Regions from separate parts of the Zea mays genome. Here regions 2 and 3 are each linked to region 1. A link is a contact called in public Hi-C data. All regions are on one chromosome and are shown on one strand. The core of a region is the stretch at or near the end of the contact, and the rest is flanking DNA. Distances in the headings are between cores, read along the strand shown. Region 1 holds the start of LOC100281475 (fasciclin-like arabinogalactan protein 7). Region 2 holds the start of LOC100384478. Region 3 holds the start of LOC103654486 (formin-like protein 5).

Evidence for each region. Hi-C and Micro-C count contacts between places; a contact is called where the count stands out from the background.
Region 2: a Hi-C map of endosperm shows a contact between it and region 1, with 1.9 times the contacts expected there. The contact joins the promoter of LOC100384478 here to the promoter of LOC100281475 in region 1. A contact is called at or near these places in 5 of 25 Hi-C or Micro-C datasets (bundle sheath, ear, endosperm and 1 more).
Region 3: a contact with region 1 is called in a Hi-C map of leaf, with 6 times the contacts expected there. The contact joins the promoter of LOC103654486 here to the promoter of LOC100281475 in region 1. A contact is called at or near these places in 14 of 25 Hi-C or Micro-C datasets (ear, endosperm, leaf and 3 more) and 2 of 3 datasets of contacts at active chromatin or transcription factors (leaf and seedling).

The regions. Positions count from the first base shown.
Region 1 is chr4:204,671,034-204,674,685 of Zm-B73-REFERENCE-NAM-5.0, forward strand. It overlaps LOC100281475 (fasciclin-like arabinogalactan protein 7), which reads right to left and starts at 2,377. Exons shown (of 1, transcript NM_001154393.1): 1 at 156-2,377. The coding sequence starts at 1,135. The coding sequence ends at 326. LOC100282104 (50S ribosomal protein L9-like) reads left to right here and starts at 3,517. Exons shown (of 6, transcript NM_001155017.2): 1 at 3,517-3,652. The coding sequence starts at 3,551.
Region 2 is chr4:204,476,271-204,479,864 of Zm-B73-REFERENCE-NAM-5.0, forward strand. LOC100384478 reads right to left here and starts at 2,063. Exons shown (of 3, transcript NM_001177009.1): 1 at 1,776-2,063; 2 at 658-1,080. The coding sequence starts at 1,901. LOC103654477 (calcium-transporting ATPase 10, plasma membrane-type) reads left to right here and starts at 3,200. Exons shown (of 5, transcript XM_008681307.3): 1 at 3,200-3,594. The coding sequence starts at 3,584.
Region 3 is chr4:204,889,061-204,893,011 of Zm-B73-REFERENCE-NAM-5.0, forward strand. LOC103654486 (formin-like protein 5) reads left to right here and starts at 2,036. Exons shown (of 6, transcript XM_023302395.2): 1 at 2,036-3,059. The coding sequence starts at 2,044. LOC103655853 (tubulin beta-1 chain) reads left to right here and starts at 519. Exons shown (of 2, transcript XM_020552809.2): 1 at 519-777; 2 at 1,285-1,682. The coding sequence starts at 552. The coding sequence ends at 1,682.

The sequences.
Region 1 (3,652 bases), core at 1,127-3,626:
ATCCTATTTTAGTGATGCTAATAAAAAGTGTCGAATAACAATTAGTGTTTTTGTATATCAATATATTTTATTATAGTGTTTTCTTATCTTAATGTATCTTAGCAATACATGTTGGTCCCGTAGCAACGCACGGGCATACACCTAGTAGAAGCATATGACGCAAACACTCAACAACAGCTCAGTCCTAAACACAAATGGCCTACCATATGTCCAAAAGAATGAATCCATAAACACCCATATATAAATTAAACACGGGGGGCCCTAAGCTGAACCCCGTACTTGCTCCTTCGACACGGACACACGGTGAGGACGAACTCGTCGATCCTCACCACAAGAGCACCAGGCCGCCGGAGACAGCGATCGCCAAGTAATGGGCGACGACACCGGCTCGGCACGACGAGCTCTTCTCTCCCGCCTTCTCCTTCGCCTTCGCACTCGCTGATGATTTCCCCGACGCCGGGCTGGGAGCGACGTCGGATGCCTTGGCATCCGGTGCCGGAGCGGGGGCAGGCGCCAGCGGGGGGTCGCTCTTGAAGATCTGCATCGGCAGGAGAACCTTGCCGACCTCGTACACCGCGACGGGGCGGGTGGAGTACACGCTGCTGCTGATCTTGGGGTCGGACCACATGGACTTCACGCGGACGGTGCCCATGTCGTAGGTGAGGTTCAGCGTGTACTGCGAGCCGGCGAGGGTGGCCACCGGGCCGAGCGCGCTCAGCCGGTCGAACTCGGCCAGCGAGTAGTACTTGGGCAGCGCGTGGCACAGCAGCAGCGACCTGAGCTGGTCCTGGGTGAGGTTGGCGAACGTGGTCTGCTTCAGCGCCGCGAACGCCGAGTCCTTGGGCACGAAGACGGTGATGCCGCCCCGCTTCGTGTCGTTCGCCTGGCTCTGGAAGGTCTCGATGACGCCGGTCTTCTGCAGGTAGTCCAGGAACGTGTGGAACGGCCCGGCCACGCTGAGGAGGTCCGCGAGGTCCACGTGGTGCGGCGCCGCCGGTGCGGGCGCTGGCGCCGGCGCCAGGACGACTGGGGATCGCGGAGCGGGAGGGCTCTTGGGCTTCTGCGGGGCTGCTGGTGTGGAGAGCACGACGATGGCTAGCATTGCCACGGTGAAAACGCCGGCTTTGAACTCCATCCTGGAGTCTGGTTGCCTTCACTTGGATGAACGAATCGATTCCCTGAGGTCACACACACTGACACACAAGAACAGTGCAGCATTATATTAGACACTGACTGGATATCTCATCATAACTTCTTCTATTTTTTTTCATATAGATCTGGAAAACTAATGTACCAGGATATTATTTTTGCAAATTGTAAAACTGACAAAGCTGGAAACATAAGCAAAAAAAAAAATGTTGGGGGCCAGAGGTAGGCAACAGGTACTGAGCTCACACATTTGCTATTTGCTCGAAGTTGCTAGCCGCCAGCTGTAAAAGATCTAAATTGCGGTTCCTAATCTCAAACGCACTTGTTCTACAGATTCATGGAATTGCTCTTTGCTAGTAGGCAGGAATATTTGACTTGACAACAACCTCAGCAGCTACCATAGACTTGGAAGTGTTATTAGCTCTAGAGATGACGCAACATTGGTGTTCAGATCTTTGATGCACAGATTCGGAATGAGCAGTGGGCACAGCTTGAAAGAAACAATCGATTGGTACACCACCTTTCCCTATCACCACGAAAGACAAGCATGGGTGCCAACTGCCCGAGAAAAGAAACGCCCATCCAATCCATGTCCCGATCTGGCGGAATTGAGCATCAGCATTATAGAACCGTCAGTTCCCACCTACCAACCCACAAAGACGCGGCATATATGATAAATTAACGCATGAACCGGCACTACCGTCTCCTGCAGGCTGCAGATCTCAGCAGCGCGGAAGACACGAAATCCCTACTGCGTTAGACATTTGCGTCAGGTTGAAGGAAACGGGAGCGCGGGACACCAGGAACGTCTGCTCTTCTTCCTCGGGTCAGCAGGAGCCGAGGACCCAGATCCAAGTGCAGCTGAAGCTGCAACTGCACTAGGCCAGTAGCAGCGGCGCACACTGAATCCCCCCAAGCGCCTCTGATCTACTAGTAGAAGGAAGAAGAAAAAAATCCTCCGGAATTGCAGCACATGGATATGGATATGGATATGGCACGGATGGACTGGAATGGAATTCGATTGCGGGGGCGAGAGGGGCGGGACGACAGGGAGGAGAGCGGGAGACTGACCTGGGCGGATGCAGGGGCCAGCCAGAAGCCGGCGAGCAGGACGGCCGGGGGAGTTGAAGAGGAGGGGGGCCGAGTGTGCTATTGCTATATACTAAAGGTGGTGTGCTGTGCTGTGCTGTGCTGTGCAGTGCTCGGGTACGGATGAGGTGAGGAAGAGGCAGAGGTGGGTCTCACGCATGAGAACGTATCTTGTGAGCAAGGAGCCCTGCTGCTCCCATGAGCAAAATCAATTCAGACCACACCCTCCACATCCAACGGTGCTGCGTCAGGGGGATTTTTGTAAAATGTACAGAGTTGCAAAGAACATTTTACAAAAATCCCCCTGACGCAGCACCGTTGGATGTGGAGGGTGTGGTCTGGATTGATTTTGCTCATGGGAGCACCAACGGTCCTTGCTCACAAGATACGTTCTCCGCACGCATGCTCTCCCTCTCCTCAAATAGAAGCCCACCGCGACGAGAGGCGAGAGGGAGGCAGGAAGACAGCCCAGCCCAGGTAGGACTGGAGCTAGTAGCTGCCATTTCAATAATATATATTTTGCACTGCAGCTGCTTCTACCAATAATTAATTAATGGCACTAAAACAACCGACTGGGCGCGTGGCCGATGTGATTACGTGAGGCCGCGGCCAAACGCGATGCGATGACAGGGACGAAGCCGAGGCGGTGTCGGTGGGACGAAGAGACGACGCTTTCATGAGATCGTACGCGGGTGGGCCCTGTTGGCCAGTCTCAGTTCTACAGTTTTTTAAACTTAGCGGTGTTTCCGTGTTTATAAGACTTTCATAATATATAAAGTAAAATATAGATGAACATATTCATTTTAATAATAAATATCGTTCCATAATTACATGTACTTAATTTCACTATTTATAGAGAGTTTTAAATCATATAAAAGACTTTTATTTTTATAAAATGTATTTTTTTTCAAAAACAAAATACTATAATATTACCAAAAATATTTATGTGACAGATTATTAAATACATGTACGATAACTAACTGATGTCCCGCCTCTGTTCTGGGTAATATTTGATGATTAAACACGGCCCTAATTATGAGGATCACATTCATTTTTTCCGTGCTGGTACACAAACACCTTGCATGCACGCCGTACTCGCCACCAGCGAGCATATATCCCCTGGGCCTGGCTGTCGTCTCCCGCTGTTTATGGGCTGGAATGGGCCGCTCAAACTGGCCCGTTACGTGAATTTGGCGGGGCTGCCGCAGGGATCCGAGACGTGGTGGCTGCACAGCGACGTCCGTGGGAGCGGGCGAGCGACTGCAGGCAGAGGGTTTCGTCCGAACCCTAGTGTCCTCCACACGCCGTCGCCATGGCCGCCGTCCGCGCCGCCCTCCGCCTGCAGCGCCAGTGCCTCGCCGCCAACCCCTTTCTCTTCTCCGGGCATGGCCTCCGCTACCGCAAGCTTGAGGTC
Region 2 (3,594 bases), core at 813-3,312, 200 kb before region 1:
AAAAATAAGTAGCAGTGTCTAGCAGATACATCATATACATGCACACACAAACTCTTCTTCGAATGTTCAGTGCAACAGCAAGTGAAAATATATTTTTTAATCAGTGCCCAGTGGTTGAACCTAATTACCTGTTCACTTGAACAACTCTAAACAGAACAGTTATTATCATATCTTCGTACATAACTTAATATCATATCAATGCTCAATTCTGAATACGTGCCCACCAGATTTAAAACAAAAAGAAACATTTTTCTAATAATCAAATTAATGAAGGGAACTATATCATTCAACAGCAATAAACAAAAAACTAGTTCCTGATAATCCTACGATGAACCAATCAACCATAAATTTAAGGCAACCACTGATCACTTTTACCATCCACATTTACAGTCAAAATCAGTCAGTCATTTTCGTTTCATATTTCTACATTTGGTCAACCTAACAGAACATAAGCACAATTTCCATAGTAGCTTAGAAATAAACCCACTATCCACATAATAGGTAAGGGATTTCAACAAAGCTACTATAGCCAAAAGGCATTGGCAGTGCAATCCATGAGCGCTATGTTAAACAGTAAATAACCAACCATGGCTGCATGGCAATAGAAACTAACACACTGACATGCAAAAACATGATCCAAGTATATTTCTGCTATACCTGATCATCCTTGAGGTAGAGGGTCATCTTTGTACCCCTGCCAAGTTGCTCCCCAGAGGTATCACGTGCGACAGTGAAGGAGCCACCAGCCTGAGACTCCCACACGTACTGCTCATCATCATTGTGCTTAGTGGTCACGACAACCCTCTCTGCAACAAGGTAGGCAGAGTAGAAACCGACACCAAACTGGCCAATCATGGACACATCAGCACCAGCAGCAAGTGCCTCCATGAATTCCTTCGTGCCTGACCGCGCAATGGTACCAAGGTTGTTCACAAGGTCTGACTTGGTCATACCAATGCCGCTGTCGATGATTGTCAGCGTGTTGTTGGCCTTGTCGGGGACAATGTGGATGAACAGCTCTGGCTGTGCATCCAGCTTGGTCTTGTCCGTCAAACTCTCAAACCTGATCTTGTCCAAGGCCTGTTTGGAAACAGCAGAGAGACATCAAGGTTAGTGGCTTAGTAGTTTGATTCAACCATCATCCCAGAAGAGCACAGGGACTTCAAATGTATTTTGTCACCACCCAGCACCCACTGCAGATTTGTTAAACAAAACACGAATTGTACAGACAATTTAATGATATCATACTGATCAATCAAGTTATACTGTTTTGTCCCACCCAGCACACACTGCAGCTTCTACAGATTCTAGACTAGCACATTGTTAAACTAAAACGAAGTGTACAGATAATTTAATGGCCTCACACTGATCAAATCCCCCTAATACACATGCTATGTTCAAACATCTCATCGTAAATAATAACGATCTCAAGTCTCAGTGACTAAAACATAATTTGAGTAGAATAGATTGCTGAAAGCCGTCACAGAACTTGCAGATAATAATAAATGATAACTAGACACCGAGATACAAAACCGATCCAATAAGATTTACGGCAGACGTCTAATCCAGCATGTAGAGCATTTAAAAAGCGCCGGCAGCAACAGGATATAACCCATCACCACCAGATTCAAATCAAATGAAGACTCCGACCCATCGATTGGACGGTTGGAGGGTTTAGCGCACAGATCTAGTCTACGTAGTAGTCTATTTTAACTTTAAAACCGCAAAGAGAGAAGAACGATCGGGCCGTCTGGGGGAGCGTGAAACCCACTCACATCGGAGGAGTTGGAGATGAGCTCCCTGAGGAAGATCTCCTTGTTGGAGTAGAAGGTGTTGATGATGAGCGAGAGCAGCTGGTTGATCTCCGCCTGGAAGGCGAACGTCTCCGTCTCCGAGGCCATGGCGAAACGACCTTCCCGAACGCGAGGAGAGCGCGAGCGGTAGGCGGCGGCTAGAGGGGACTGAGAAAGTGGCACGAGACGAGGGTTTGTGGGGCGAAGATGCGTTGCGGCGCGGTGAGGATTTTATCGTTGGGGGAGGAGGCGAGGGGTTCTCGAATGTTCTACGAGCCACTGGGGGCCGGGGAGCGCGGTTGACTGACCTGCCGACCGATGGGCCCGGAGTTACGCCGGCTCCAGCGCTCCGCCATGGTGGGGCCGGAGTCGCTGTCCCATGTGTCATTCGCTTATGACCTTTGTTCCCTTTTAGCACCAATATGAAAAACTAGAGACAAACCAATTAATCCCTTTTAGTCGCCATAGTTTTGCTTGCTAATATAAAATTGGATTGCTCATTTCAGTCCAATATTAATCGACCAGGATTGTTAGTTTCTTGCATGAAAACATACATATTTTCATGTCGACATTCTTGGTTTGTTTTGTCGTGACATGTTGAGAATTATGTTATCTGGATCGTCAGATCCACTTCCGTCACTCATGTAAGTAGTACAGGCACGAAATGTTGTGGAAGCCCGTCTTCTTTCTCAAAAGCACGATAGAGTGAACATAAAAAATACAATTTATGGTTGGACCTTTGATCTTTTTCTCTTCTATTTTATTATGAGAGAGATACATGTTCTATATATTATAGAAATGAGATCCTTCAAGGACATATTTGGTATTTGCCCATTCATTAGGGTTTCCTAACAAAAACGACACAGAGTTCACTTCGCCGGGAAAAGGAAAAATACACCAACTCCTACTGGGTCCAATCCGGCCCACTAACTCTCATACTGGGCTTCAACGCTCGACGCGGCCTGTCAGTCTTCTTTGACTCTTTCTGCACTGTGACAGTACACGTCTGCAGACTGCATGTCTGCATGCATGCATCTCCGAGCCGGGCTACGGCGTTTTAGAGGCCGTTTGGGACGGCTCTCCCGTGGCTCCAGCTCCGGCTCCCCGACGGAGCTCTCCCAAACGAGTCTACTGAAATAGCTCTTTAAAGAGAGCAGAAGCCAGTTTAGCTCCTAAAAGCCGGAGCCCAAAAAACCTTTTCTCACACCGGCTCCTCGCCCATCCCAGTGCGCAGGCACCACGTGCAGCCTCTCCCACCACGCGCAGCCTCTCACTGGCGTTCAGTAAAGAGCCGTTTTGTCAAACGATTTGTAAAAGACATCGGCTCTAGCAGAGAAGCTGCTCCTTTAAAAGAGCAACGGTTGGAGTCAGTTTTAAAGGAGCCAGAGCCCTCCCAAACAGGGCCTTAGAGTTTTGATGACTACTAGTGGCCAGTGGTAGTGGAGTGGCAGCCCACAAATTCCGGCAGATTTCCGAGCGTGGTGGGGGTCTGGGGGAGGTGGCAGTCGCTCCGTCGACGGGCTGCCCTCCATCACTCTCCTGCCATCCGTCCTGTTCGGATCCAGAACAAACCACTGCCACGCGCCCACGCCTCGACGTCTCCTCTCGATCTCGCACGTCCTGACCGGCCCATCGCCATCGCCACAGCATCGGGACCGAGCAGCTCGCCGAGGATGCTGCAGCTGGGCTGAGCCTGAGGAGAGCGACCGATCGAGAGATCATCGATCGAGGATCAGGGACGACTCAGGGTGTGACCGTCCGTGTGCGCGAGGTTGGGCGCGCGGGCAAAGATGGAGAGTTA
Region 3 (3,951 bases), core at 786-3,285, 220 kb after region 1:
GATACTCCTATAGCTCAAAAGTTCTACCTACTGTTTGCATACTGACACTAAGAAGATATCTGCAACTTCAATATTTTTTGAGACAATGCCTTACAGATTGGATGAAAGCACTGGATTGATTGATTACGATCAGGTCATTTGCCTTAGCAACGTGGGCGCACACTAGCTGTTCGCCGAAACTCCTGTGGAGTGAGTAGTGATAAGTATATTTTGTGACAAATGGACTGCATCGACAAGGATTAGGTTTTCTACACATTGTTTATAGTCTGACCCATGTATGTTGTTTGATTGATTTCATATCTGAAAGACATCAAAAGTGTCATGAGGGATATGTGATTGACACCCTCAATAGGTATTTTATTATGTGATATTGGACCACACATTGCCCTACTCTTTTGTGAGAGAACACATCTAGGTTGTCTCTATTTTGTTTGTGCACGAGTTTACTATGATGGTAACATTCAGGTGTCCTTAGTCTCACTAATTTTCTTAACTTGCTGTAATCAGGCTTCCAAGTCTGTCATTCCCTTGGAGGAGGCACTGGATCTGGAATGGGCATGCTTCTCATTTCAAAGATCGGAGAGGAGTACCCTGATCGGATGATGCTGACATTTTCTGTCTTTCCCTCGCCCAAGGTGTCAGACACTGTTGTTGAGCCATACAATGCAACCATGTCTGTCCATCGGCTGGTTGAGAACGCTGATGAATGCATGGTTCTTGACAACGAAGCACTTTATGACATTTGCTTCCGAACTCTGAAGCTGACGACCCCTAGCTGTAAGTTGATTTAAGCTCAAGTTTAATTTTCTTGTTTTCAAAATGTGTTCTTTGCGATATGCATTGTCAGAAGATTTATATTCCTATGATGGCTTTGCCACAATATATTTTTGCTCAATAATTTCATTGAGCTTTTATTTATTCGTATTGTTAGCAGATTATATACACAAAGCTACCGAAATAAAAAAACAAGCTGGCATTTGATCTGTACCAGATTTCAATCAATGATTTCGCTTCTTAGTGTTTACATAAATCATGTTGTCATTTAGTGTTTTAAAATTCTTGAATACTTCTGACAGTTTGTTTCTGAATAGTTGGAGACTTGAACCACTTGATCATTGCAACGATGAGCGGTGTCACTTGCTGCCGAAATAAAAAAAACAAGCTGGCATTTGATCTGTACTAGATTTCAAACAATGAATTTGCTTCTTAGTGTTTACAGAAATCATGTTGTCATTTAGTATTTTTGAAATTTTTGAATACTTTTGACAGTTTGTTTCTGGACAGTTGGAGACTTGAACCACTTGATCAGTGCAACGATGAGTGGTGTCACTTGCTGCCTCTGCTTCCTAGGACAACTGAACTCTGACCTGCACAAGCTTGTAGTCAACCTGATCTCGTTCCCTCGGCTCTACTTCTTCATGATCGGCTTTGCGCCACTCACCTTGCGTGGCTCGCAGCAGTACCGTGCGCTCACCGTCTCTGAGCTAACCCAGCAGATGTGGGATGCCAAGAACATGATGTGTGTTGCTGACCCACGCCATGGTCGCTGTCTCACAGCCTCTGCCATGTTCCGTGGCAAGATGAGCACTAAGGAGGTTGATGAGCAAATGATTAATGTCCAGAACAAGAACTCGTCCTACTTTGTGGAGTGGATCCCCAACAACGTCAAGTCCAGCTTATGATTAAGCATTATATATTTACTCTTTAGAAATTATTTGAGTTGGGTAGACATATTTATACCGTTCTGTATTTATGTTTAATCACAGATTTTACCGTCACTATTGTACTCACGTCGCTCGTCGGCAGGGCCCTAAGTCCATTAGAGGGTCACAATTTGTATTCCGTGGCATCGCACGTGCACATTCCTAGTAATTTCTTAATTCTGACAATGTGTATAAGTAACAATGATTTATATTAATAACAAATAATATATGTTCTAATTATAATTTAAACACGAAAGATAGACGATGGGAACTAGGAAAAGAAATTCTTCGCAAGCGTTCCTGGGATTCGTACAAGAAAATTTTCTATGTAGGAATACAGATGAACTATTCCGTGGCATATAATTTTTCATTGCCCATACATAGGTTTCACCCCTTCGTCCCCATCATCCGGGATTCATCCTTCGACCCCTCCCCCCCACGGTCCCTCCCCCTACCCACACCAACGCGCACACGGACCGGGAGTCGCAGCGGAAACCACAAAACCAGCGTGAAGGCGCCCGAACCACCGCGAGCCCCGCCCACCACTCCACGAAACCCAAACGCACCTCCGCAGCGAGGGATATCCCCCATCACCCCCTACCAGTTTCAATTTTCAAAAGGGCGTGGAGGCGCCGCACCACCGCCGCCGCCACCACTGACGAGGGAGGAAACGCCACCTCCCCGAGCCAGTCCGATGTTGTCCGACCAGGAGCTGGCCCAGTACGTGGAGTCCCTCGTCCAGCACACCGCTGCGCAGGGTGGCACCGGGATATCGGCGGATGCCGTGGTGCGCCAGCTCGGGGCGCAGCTCGGCGTTGACCTCTCCCCCAAGGCGCAGCTCATCCGCAGCGTCCTCGTCGCGCTCCTCGGCCCCGCGGCCGCGCCGGCGCCGGACCCCACGGGTTCGCGTAAGGATCCCTTCGACCCCGCAACCGCTGCCGCCGCCGGCGGGCCCCGCGCCGAGACTCCTCCACAGCAGATGCACTTCTCTACCGCCGCCGCGTCGTCGGCCCCCGCCCCTTCTCCAGCCGTTCCCCACTTCTTCCCGCAGCAGCACCAGCACCAGATGCAGTACTTCCTGTCCGCCCCGCAGCAGTATCAGCACCAGCAGCAGCAGCAACGCGCCGGCGCGTCCCCTTCGCCGTTTGACATCCCCGCGTCGTACCGCTACGGGCACCAGCCCTTGCCGCAGGCCGACCAGGCGCAGCTGCAGAGGCTCGTCCAGCTACAGCACCAGCAGCAGCAACTGGCCGCCGCGGCGAGAGTTGCAGCTGCAGCGGCACCGACTCCGGGGGAGAGTCCCCGTGCGCCGGAGCCGCCACCGGCGCCGGCGCCGGCAGCCTCCAAGAAGAACAGGTGACACTCCTGCACTCTTTAGTTCATCTTCGTTACCCCTTTCGAGTTAGGGTTTCGAGCATCCACTTAGGTGCTAGATGCGGGTGCTCGTGCAGTTAGATTTAGTTAGGTAGAGTAGCGTCTACGCGAAGCAAAGCTCCTAAAGCTCTAGGATCGAAAGATTTGCCCTTTCCAGATTTTGTTTGTTGATTTGAGGTGGGATGAACCGGAAGAGCTTACATGTTTTTTTGGTGGTCACACGGTTTGTAGTGGCATGTATTTGGGCTTGATTGTTTCTGGCGGACAGAAATATCTATGAGGATATGATTAGTGGGGTTAGGTGAAATAGAAGGCAAGGAACTTCTTTTCAATGGCTCCAGTTGATTCATTTGAGGAATTTGAGGCGCCATTTCTACTTGTATTAGACATTTAATGCCCGTGGCTCCAAGCTTAGGGGAGGCGGTCGTCTTTCTAGTGTACCTGTGAAAACCTTTGAATGCTCCCGTAGTCATGTCAACCATTCATGCAGAATTAAATTCCCCTGAGGCCATTAACGTAGGAAATGGATTCCCTCAACCCCATCAAAATGTTTGCTTTTCAAGCAACCGGCTTCAAACGAAGAAACTTCCATCACTGCCAATTTGACTTGCAGAGTGGGCCCCACATTTAGGTACTAAACTAGCTGGAACTTGAAAGGTATTTGTTTGCTATGTGGATTCACTTGAAAGGAATCTATCGCACTTTGTATGTACTAAAAAATCTGTACTACTATTCTGCAAACATCAAATTGTCTGCATGTGACATTGTTTCTGATATAGATCTCGACACTCACTTCACTCTCCTGGAACAAGACATGGATATGTCCCATGTTCTAAGTTGTCAGCGTTGGCTGTCATTTGCTGGTGTTCAGCCT